Linked DNA regions of Mus musculus: region 2 is linked to region 1. Evidence: chromatin contacts called from public HiChIP or PLAC-seq data. All regions are on one chromosome and are shown on one strand. The core of a region is the stretch at or near the end of the contact, and the rest is flanking DNA. Distances in the headings are between cores, read along the strand shown. Region 1 overlaps Sv2c (synaptic vesicle glycoprotein 2c). Region 2 overlaps Poc5 (POC5 centriolar protein).

What was found. HiChIP or PLAC-seq counts read pairs in DNA pulled down with a chosen protein or histone mark.
Region 2: an H3K27ac HiChIP or PLAC-seq map of SST interneurons shows a contact between it and region 1, with 8 times the contacts expected there. The contact joins two enhancer-like sites. A contact is called at or near these places in 19 of 39 promoter capture datasets (the 3T3-L1 cell line, 3T3-L1-derived adipocytes, the HPC-7 cell line and 11 more), 15 of 484 Hi-C or Micro-C datasets (the G1E-ER4 cell line, cerebellar granule neurons, cochlea and 7 more), 3 of 115 datasets of contacts at active chromatin or transcription factors (SST interneurons, cardiomyocytes and embryonic basal ganglia) and 2 of 9 other capture datasets (embryonic stem cells and pancreatic islet).

Annotation. Positions count from the first base shown.
Region 1 is chr13:96,009,412-96,014,540 of GRCm38.p6, reverse strand. The region is part of intron 4 of Sv2c (synaptic vesicle glycoprotein 2c); the gene reads left to right. Among named protein-coding and RNA genes, the nearest start is that of Gm24032, 110 kb to the right of the region's middle. Within about 2 kb of position 3,155, at least 75 of the 459 cell types and tissues checked have an H3K27ac peak or open chromatin away from gene starts, as enhancers often do. A contact at or near this core is called in SST interneurons, where this site is marked.
Region 2 is chr13:96,406,405-96,411,223 of GRCm38.p6, reverse strand. It overlaps Poc5 (POC5 centriolar protein), which reads right to left. Exons shown (of 13, transcript NM_026173.3): 12 at 458-634. Among named protein-coding and RNA genes, the nearest start is that of Poc5, 21 kb to the right of the region's middle. Within about 2 kb of position 2,058, at least 6 of the 459 cell types and tissues checked have an H3K27ac peak or open chromatin away from gene starts, as enhancers often do. A contact at or near this core is called in SST interneurons, where this site is marked.

The DNA.
Region 1 (5,129 bases), core at 1,906-4,405:
TTCATCAAAATCTATTTGGCATATGCAATAGTGTCTGGATCCCCGGGTGGGGTAGTCTCTGGATAGTCCATCCTTTCATCTTAGCTCCAAACTTTGTCTCTATAACTCCTTTCATTGGAATTTTGTTCCCTATTCTAAGGAAGAATGAAGTATCTACTCATTGGTCTTCCCTCTTCTTGATTATCTTGTGTTTTGCAAATTGTATCTTGGGTGTTCTATGTTCCTGGGCTAATATCCACTTATCAGTGAGTGCATATCTAATGACTTCTTTTGTGATTGGGTTACCTCACTATGGATGATATCCTCCAGATACATCCATTTGTCCAAGAATTTCATAAATCCATTATTTTTAATAGCTAAGTAGTACTCCATAGTGTAAATGTACCACATTTTCTGTATCCATTCTTCTATTGAGGGAAATCTGGGTTCTTTCCAGCTTCTGGCTATTATAAATAAGGCTGCTATGAACATAGTGGAGCATGTGTTCTTATTACCAGTTGGCACTTCTTCTGGCTATATGCCCAGGAGAGGTATTGCTGAATCTTCTGGTAGTATTATGTCCAATTTTCTGGGGAACCTTCAGACTGACTTAAATCAATGGCCTTTCTCTACACAAATGATAAATGGACTGAGAAAGAAATTAGGGAAACAACACCTTTCACAATAGTCACAAATAATATAAAATACCTTGGTGTGACTCTAACTAAGGAAGTGAAAGATCTGTATAAGAACTTCAAGTCTCTGAAGAAAGAAATTGAAGAAGATCTCAGAAGATGGAAAGATCTCCCAATGCTCATGGATTGGCAGGATTAATATAGTGAAAATGGCTATCCTGCCGAAAGCAATCTACAGATTCAATGCAATCCCCATCAAAATCCCAACTCAATTCTTCACTGAGATAGAAAGGGCAATTTGCAAATTCATCTGGAAAAATAAAAAACCTAGGATAGCAAAAACGCCTCTCAACAATAAAAGAACCTCTGGTGGAACCACCATGCCTGACCTTAAGCTGTACTACAGAGCAACTGTGATAAAAACTACATGGCACTGGTACAGTGACAGACAGGTAGATCAATGGAATAGAATTGAAGACCCAGAAATGAACCCACACACCTATTGTCACCTGATGATACTTATAACAATATAGACATGTACATTCCACCCCTCAAGTATGCCCAGAGATATGCATATACAGAACCGTAAGGGCCATAAAAGGATATAGTCATAGTGTTTGTGGAAGAAATAATTGGCAACCCCAGTTCCCATCACTAGGGCAATGGGTAATGTAAAAGGTATGGAATCCGCATGTCTGTTAAGAACAGATGTGGAGTGGGGTCTAAAAGCATAAAACTGAGTAGCCTGGAAGGAATAAGAAAAAGAGCAAAGCGTCTAGAGCATGTTGCTATTGTTAAGAAAAGACACATGGCCCACTTTAGAAGGTGTTCCTCAAATTCTGATCTATGATTTAAAACACCTCATCTGCAGGGAGGGTGGTGGGGAGGATGGAGTGGATGCTGGTACAAAATGATGAGCCTTCTTTACACAGTGCCGTGCAAAAGGTGTGGTGGAAGATGCCGCCCTCTGTCCCTAAGGTTAAAAAGAAAACCAGCATCAAGGGTTCTTGCTGCATGTACATCACCCAAGCATAAGATGCATAAATGACAGAAATACAGAAGCAGAGTGAGACCCTGACTGAGACCGCACGGCCTGTCCTCGTCTACATTCCTGCACCCGTCGGGTCTCCAAGCCTTGGTGTCTGACGCTCACTCGCTGGAAAACATTTGCCATCTCCTTACCATAGCATTCTGTGGCCCAATGGTAAATTCTTCATAAAAGTTGGGGAGTGGATTAAGAGCCCTCTGATTTTTTTTTTTTTTTTTTTGGCCAGGTGTAGGAATCTGTAGTTAATTAGCAGCTCTGAACACTGGATAGTCGTTTCCAAGGTCCCCAAACAGCTGCATCTGATCAGCTGTGCAGTAGGTCCCTAAAGCTCACCCCCACCTCATCTGAGTAAAACTGTACCACTTGACACATACCTGGGATAAGTGTTTTGTTAAGGAGCTTGATTTAATCAGCCCACAATGCGAACACCCTGTATATCAAAACATCATGTTGTGGACCGGCACTGTAGCCCAGTGAGGGAACCCATGCATCAGAACCCATGCATCAGATGTATCAGGAATTGGATTTCATCCCCTGAACGAAGAAGACACAGCCATGCCACCACCATAGCCTGACACAGAGAGAGAGAAAGAGAGAGAGAGAGAGATCACCATGCCCACTAAATATCTTATATAACATTGTCCATTTTTAAAAGATGCCAATTTTTTTCTTTTTTTATGCTTAGTCATTATTTATTGGATATTTTCTTTATTTACATTTCAAATGTTATCCGTTTTCCCGATTCCCACCCCCCAGAAACCCCCTATCCCATCCCCCCCTCCTCGTACTTCTATGAGGGTGTGCCCCCACCCACCCACCCACTCCCACCTCCTCGCCCTCACATTCCCCTACACTGAGGCATCAAGCCTACTGCAGCTGTGGCTTCCTCTGATCTTAGGAAGTGTGGATTTTGTTTTGTTTTGTTTTGTTTTGTTTAAATCTTTTCATGCCACAACAATGTAGCTGCATTAACTCGGGGCACAGAATCAAGCTCTGTTATAGGGGGTCTCAGTATATGTAATTCTTTTAAATAAATTCTTATTTCTTTAGAGTAGAGTGCACTGTTATAATCCAGGGTGCATATGGGCATATTGGTTGGATTTTTTATAACTATGAAGTATTATTCAATAGATATTTAAGTGTCATGGAGCCTATAATTTAGAAGTACCCCTGCTTTGCATCTAACACTGCCTAGCCACAGCAATGTAATATTTGTCCTTTCTGCTTGTATAAAATTAAGCGTATGTATCAAACATTCACACTGAATAATGCAGCCATTATTACTCTGTGTGTTTCTGAGGAAAATCATGACTCACATGGACACCTCCACATAACCTGCCACTCATCAAAGCCAGCTCAATGCATTTAAGGCTTGCTGCAGTGGTTTTATACAAAAGATCTAGAAAACCTGCAGAGGAAAGGGGTTAGTCAGAGCCTTGAGCTTGCTCAGAGTCTGGAGGACGTCTTGTGCCTTTCCTACTGTGACTCACAAACAGAGCACTTCACGGAGGGGATGTTCCTCCCATCTGCTGTCCTGCCCTGTGGTAGAGTCCAGATCAGCAGATCTCACCCTGACTCCGGCTTCCTCTGATTGGTCGCCCTCTGCATCACTGCCATTGCCCTGAGAAACACGTGTCCTTGCCGCCTAAGAGCGTCATAAATCATGGTTTCCTCTTAAGGGATAGCTATTGATTTGGTCATTTGTGTCCCTTTTTCCCCTCTGGCTCACACTTTAGTGGGAAACCGTGGCTTCCTTTATGCAGTATGTTATAGCCAATCAGAAGGGCGGTCTGTGCTTCCCTGGTGTACAAAGAGAGGTGGCTATGGGTGAGGGATCTCACATGAGGATCTTATCCTGCAGAGAGTGTAATCAACAGATAAAAGCTTGAGCGGCTGCACATGCTAGCCAGACCTCATCAGAATTAGTCACTGCCTTTCCTGAGGCAGGGACAGCCAATCAGTACAGACGGAAAAACCAACACAGTCAAAGACAGTGTATTTGTGTTCCACTGTGTACTTAAAGCCAGTGAACACTCAGGTTTTGCTATAGTTACTGATTCAGCCTTTGAGGCCAAAATTATGCTATGAGGTTCATGTCCCGCCCCCAAAATGCTTATTTATATCCTTTCTGTAGCAATGACTCCTCTAACCCTCCTTACTATTTAGTTCACACACATGAACATGCACACACAGCACACACACACACAAACACGCACACACATGCATGTACATTTTTTAAGTAAAAAGGATATACTATTATAATATTTTAATTAACCCACTAATCATCTAAAATATAACCACTTAAACAGAATTTAACATGAAAAATTAGATATTTACATATTTTTTCTGCCAGTAAATCTTCAAATCTGGCAAGTTTACTAAACTTGTCTCAGTTTGCAATCAAATTTCCAGTTCCCAGTTCCCAGTTCCCAGTTGAAAGTGTAGATTCGGAGTCTCACTACCTGCATGGCAGTCTGGGATAGCTCTCCACTGCTCTCTGCATTGATTATTTGTTTTAGGGACACCAGGCCCTACATGTATGCGCTTCTTTTGGTGGAAGACAATCTCTGCAAGTGTTCCAACCATTCCCAATATTTTCTAAATATAAATTCATCAAAACTAACCAACCTTCTCATTCAGTACTGTAGTCCCACTGGCCACATTTTAAGTGCTTGGTAGCCATGGGCAGCTAGGGGCTGACATATTGGACAGCATAGATCTATCAGTCAAGATGCTTAAACACTTGGTAACAAACACACTCATGAAAAGATGGTACAAGAGGAGAGCCGAGCCCTGAGCCTTTGCCTACATCCTCTCCTGGATGGGAGCCCATCTCATTCGTGAGGTTTGTTGTTGGCTTTTCCCATAGATTTCCCAGTTGGGTCAGCTCCCCTCAACGATAAGCTGTTGGGGCACTCTGTCCTGCTCCTGTTTTTTGTTTTGTTTTGTTTTGTTTTTTTAGGTTGTTGCGCTATGTTCTCATTTTCCTCCTGTATCACTATTTCCAGTTCGCACTGGTTTTTTAAATGCCACGTGGCTATGAAATTGTCATTGGTGACCTCCAGCGCTGAGTCCTCAATAAGTATGTGTTAACTAATGGAATACATGGCCAGCTTTATGTGAAGAAGGCTAACGTGGTTGGAACAGAGAAATGATGTGTAAAAGGAAACCAGGATTCAATAACAGGGACAAAGACCCAAGCTCCGTTTGCGCAAATTGTCCTATCAAATGTTCCATGAGCGTCAAAGCTAAGAAGAACCTATTAGGTTTAACCAGGGGCTGCTTTGACAGCAGCTCTCAGAGACACTCAGGCACACCTTAGAAGCCTCGAGTCTTCTCATAAATTCATGCATTCTTTAGAATACTGCTTCCCAAGTGCTAGGCATTATAAATGTGAATAGACTGAGTTTGAAGGCCTGGCTTGTTTATTTGGCTATGATCCTGTTACTGCGGGTCCCCTAAAGGAC
Region 2 (4,819 bases), core at 809-3,308, 400 kb before region 1:
GGGGCATCTGTTTAGATGCAGCAGGCAGCAAAGTGGAGGGAAAACAGGGCAGGTTTGAACTTCCCTCCACTGTGAGTCTATGCACCTTTCTTTATAGCACAGAGTTCTTGCAGCTCACTGTCTTTTAAGTGAGACATGCTAGGTGAGAATGTCAGGCCATTAAACGAGGTGAGAAATGCAAGGGCATTTTCTTATACTTATGGACTTAAGGCCCACTGCACGAGTGGCTGATTTACGGGTAACCTGATTCTTTTTGGCATGGAATCCTTATAGTTTATTGTTTTAGCAGTCCACATGCTCGATTACTTTTTCTAGTTCATGATTTTTATGCCATTTGGAATAAACATATTTCTTACCAGGAGACATTGTAGGTGTGGGTCACACAGAGTAAATGACAGAACAATGACCGACCATGACTGTCAGGGTTGACAAGTGGCAGACTTCCGGCAGGACTTACCACTGTGACTGGATGATGTTTCTCCACAACGACTGAGCCCATGGGAGGAGAGACTCCCATTATCGCCAAACTGCTGTTGATTCTAGCTTTGGAACCAAAATCAGACCGACCTGTGATCCGGGCTGTAATTGTCTTCCCAGCTTTCTGCTGGGCTGCGGTCACGACTCTTGGTGCGTACTACAAACAAAAACCAATACCCGGTTGGTGGGAGAGCCAGGGCGTGATTGACATTACTCGGTTCTTTAACTTTCAAAGAACGCACACAATACTTAAAACCTAATGAGACAAAAAGACAAAACAAAAACCCAACATTCCCAAACTCCAAAATATTTCTTTAACCTGGGCATGCCAGTGTTTAAAAAGTTCTTGAGATTTAAAACCTTATTATGAAAGGACAGACTGCCAGGAAGTCCCCTTGTGTGCTCGCTTAGGTTTCCTGAAAGGATCAAGTCTTACCTGAAGGAAAACCACACGGACACCAGGTACCAGGCCTGTGTACACATGGCTGCGCCATTTTATTGCATGCAATTCTTTCCATTCCACATGTAATTATTCCATCAAACATGTCACCTTCTGCCCATGTCCCCTCCTCTCGCTCATCGCATGCATCCTTCATCACCAACCACTGTCTGTGTCATGACTTTTATCCCAAGTGGCATCATTACGTGTTTTTGTTCTGCTTTAAAAAAGCGTTATCAATATGTTTCATAAATAAAATAATTTAAATAATTTTTAAAGAGTGATTTCATACAACAGATTAGTTTCTTTTTTCTGTACTCTACTACATTCAGTAAACAGTATTTTAAAGTTATTTTTGTAGAAATATTGCAAAAGTGGAACAATGCTATAAAGAAGCAGCTTCAACATTTAAAGGCTTTGCTGGTGGCCACTGGATGCTCCTGAAGAAAGCCTACATGCAAACCAAGAGCAGTTAACGACGTAAATGCTCATCACGGTATAAGGTGATGCTCTTTGATTTAACTTGCAGTTCTCCATTCATGTTTCATATTTAAATTATTACTTATCTACCCTCTAACTTGGTTAGAAATGGAAAGGATGGTTGCTAGTATACAATATAATAGCTCCAAAAAAAGTGGTTTTTTTGTCTACCATGAATGGACCTAAGGGTTTGATTCCCATCTCAACAAATAAAACATTTAATAATTTCTGATGAATATTAACTTCTTTTAAGGACTGCAGATATATTTTCCCCATGCATATCCTTCCATCCATCCTCCCTCCCTTCGGTTTTAATCTGTATGTGTGCTTGTACATGCACATGCATAAACCAGAGAAGATGCTGGGTGCCTCTCGATTGCTCAGACATGATGCCTTGAGACAGGGTCTCTCACTGAACCAGAAGCTCACTGTTTCATTTAGGCTGGCTTCCTTCAAGCTCCCAGGCCACCTATCTGTCTCCCCTGTGCACCCCTAGCCCCGTATGCTGGGGTTAGAGTCAATATACAACCATGCCTGGCTTTTCTGAAAATAAGTGCTGAGATTTGAAGTTAGGTCCTCAAGTACTTTTCTGGGCTGAGCCATCTTCTCAGGCCCATGTTTTAATTATCACACTCTTCTTACTTGAAGGAGAAAATAACCTGCTGTGCACAGCTGGGGGAATTATGCTCTTCTAACATGGACTGATTTGGGTGTAACTAAAAGCGCAGTATGAACTAGTAATCTAAATGCATTTTTTCCTCAATGGCTCTTCCAAAAACATTGACTATATAATGGTCCTTTCCTGGTGGTCTGCCCCATCCAAGATTCTCTCTTTATCTGCATGCAGCTGGAGACAATCAAACCTGTCTATTCAATCAGGGAGAGGATAATGAAGGAGGCTTGGCTCTGGGGAAATTACAGCAACTCAAAGGAAAACAACATTTAAAAAGGTTGTGCAATTCCTTAAAAAATCTGGAAAGAATTTAGTTTAGTTCCATAAAAACCCAAGCAAAGGCAAAAATGAAGCAATTAATTCTAGGAACAAAAAACACGCTGGAAGGAAATATATATATGTGTATGTATGTGTATATATATATTTTTTTTCAAGGCTTAGCTATATTTACACAGGAATCTCAAGTACTGATTTAATTGAAAGTTGGAATAGCTATATGTAAACATTAACACACAGAAAGAAGGACGGTGGGGACAAGCAGAAGCTAAGACTATGTCAAAGGTGGAATCCTTCATCCATAGGTGGAAGTCAACAGATACTGTTTCAGATTAACAGACATACCAATGACAGGAACACACTGCTGAGGAACAGGGTCTGGGCGAAACCCCTAACAGCTCGGGGAGGGTTGAGGGCTACTGCTGAAAATGTAGAACTGCATTTTAATAGAGAGCTTTATGGATCTTATAAATTTTAAGATATTTAAGGGCTGCAAATATAGCTCAGTGGGTAAGTGCATATATCCTATTTTTCAGAGGAACTGGGTTTGAATCCCAGCAACCAACTCAGGTAGCGTACAAGCACCTGTAACTCTGGTGCCAAGGGAAATTAGCATTGGGGGAGAAGCCCCAATTACTAAATCCATGCTAAGTACAGAAAATTGCGGTACAACTGAGACTCTAACTTTATGGCTGCCCAATTACACCGGAAGGTGTTAAACACACCTGATTCATAGCAGCCCATTTCACCTGGAGAAAGAGGCAGTACAAGAAAACTCAGAAAAGTTTGGAATGAGAAACACCAGAGTAGCCAGAAAATATAGATGAGCAGCTACTGTCAACCAATCTGGGAACTGTGTTAGGACAACTCCAGTGTGATGAAAATTGGCCCTCGGCTAAAGACATATGTAAAGATTCTATCTGTAGTCACATAAATTTAGACACGTCACCATCAAGGACCTGCATGTTTGTAAGAGTTGACTCTAATGGTCACTTGCTAACTGTTTTGTGTATACAGTAAGTGGAGGCTGGAGAGACAACCCTGTTTAGAGCACTTCCCCATCTTCCAGAGGACCTGGGTTTGTTCTCAGCACTACATCAAGTGGCTTACAAGCACTACAGCTCCAGGAGATCAGACATCCTCTTTTGGGTATCCCCACAACACATATACCATATACATTTACAAAGTAATGTGTAAGTAATCCAAATAGCTTAAACGGGTAGAAAAAAGAGCTGTATCAAAAATGCATGAAGATATTTTAGAAAGTATTTATATAAAAAATTATTAGAAAAGGTTGCTGCAGGGAGAAAACAAAACTAGAAGATAGTGTTGAACATTTTGCTAGTTTGGAAAATAAAAGAGCACACTGAGGAAGGCTTATAGTAGAAATGTGATTTCTTTATAACCAGTAACCACATCCAGCCTGGAGTCCATTGAGAACTGGCTCTTTTGAGCACGTGGTCACCTATTGTTCCTCCTAGTGTCAGAGATGACAGCTGCTATTTAGGTCCACAGGTCCCTCTGTGAGCCTTAGTTTCCTTGTTTATAAAAGGGAAAATAGTACCAATGACCTCACACCACTTATTGTTTCCCATTCTGATGGAACACTTCAGTAAACAGCTTGGAATCCCTCCCAACAGCATGTGCCTCCAACTACACTCCCAGAATCAGAGGAGTACAGTGCCACCTGCTGTCCTGCTCTGTGATGCGAAACAGAATTTGTGTGGTGGGGCTGGGTGCAGCTGAGACAGGCTGGACTTATGCTTCTTTCTAAAACAAGACATATCTGAGGCGAGCCAAGTACTAGAATCACACGGAGGAGAACCCCTCACACTGGACTTATAGGAAGGGTCACCTGTGAGTCTTCTAGGTTCTTCAGGCACTGCATGTGTGTCTGTGTGGTAGCTATCACATCTGTAACAGGACTTGTGGATTACTTTCCATTTTTCACTATTAACTAATGTTTTAGTCACTTTCTATCTTGAATACTTTCTGTGGATTGATCCAAGTAACACACACACACACACACACACACACACACACACACACTACTCTTTTTCCCCTTTTACTGAAAATAAATTTTTCTCACGTAATAGATCCTGATTACAGTTTTCCCTCCCTCTACTCCTCCAGTTACGCCCCCCCCCCATCCAGATCCACTCCCTTTCTGTCTCTCATTAGAAAACAAATGGGCTTCTAAGGGATAATAATAAAATATAGTAAGATTAAAAAAACCTAACACATTAGAATTAAACAAGACAAACAGAAGGAAAAGAGCCCAAGAGAAGGCAGAAGAATCAGAGACGCACTTGTGCGCACACTCAGGAAGCAGCCTGGCCTACAGAGCTCGTTCCAGGACAACCAGGGCTATACAGAGAAATCTTGTCTTGAAAAACCAAACCAGCCAACCAACTAAACACCAAAAGAAAACAAAACAAATTAAAAATCCAAACGAAATAAAACAGAACCCCCAA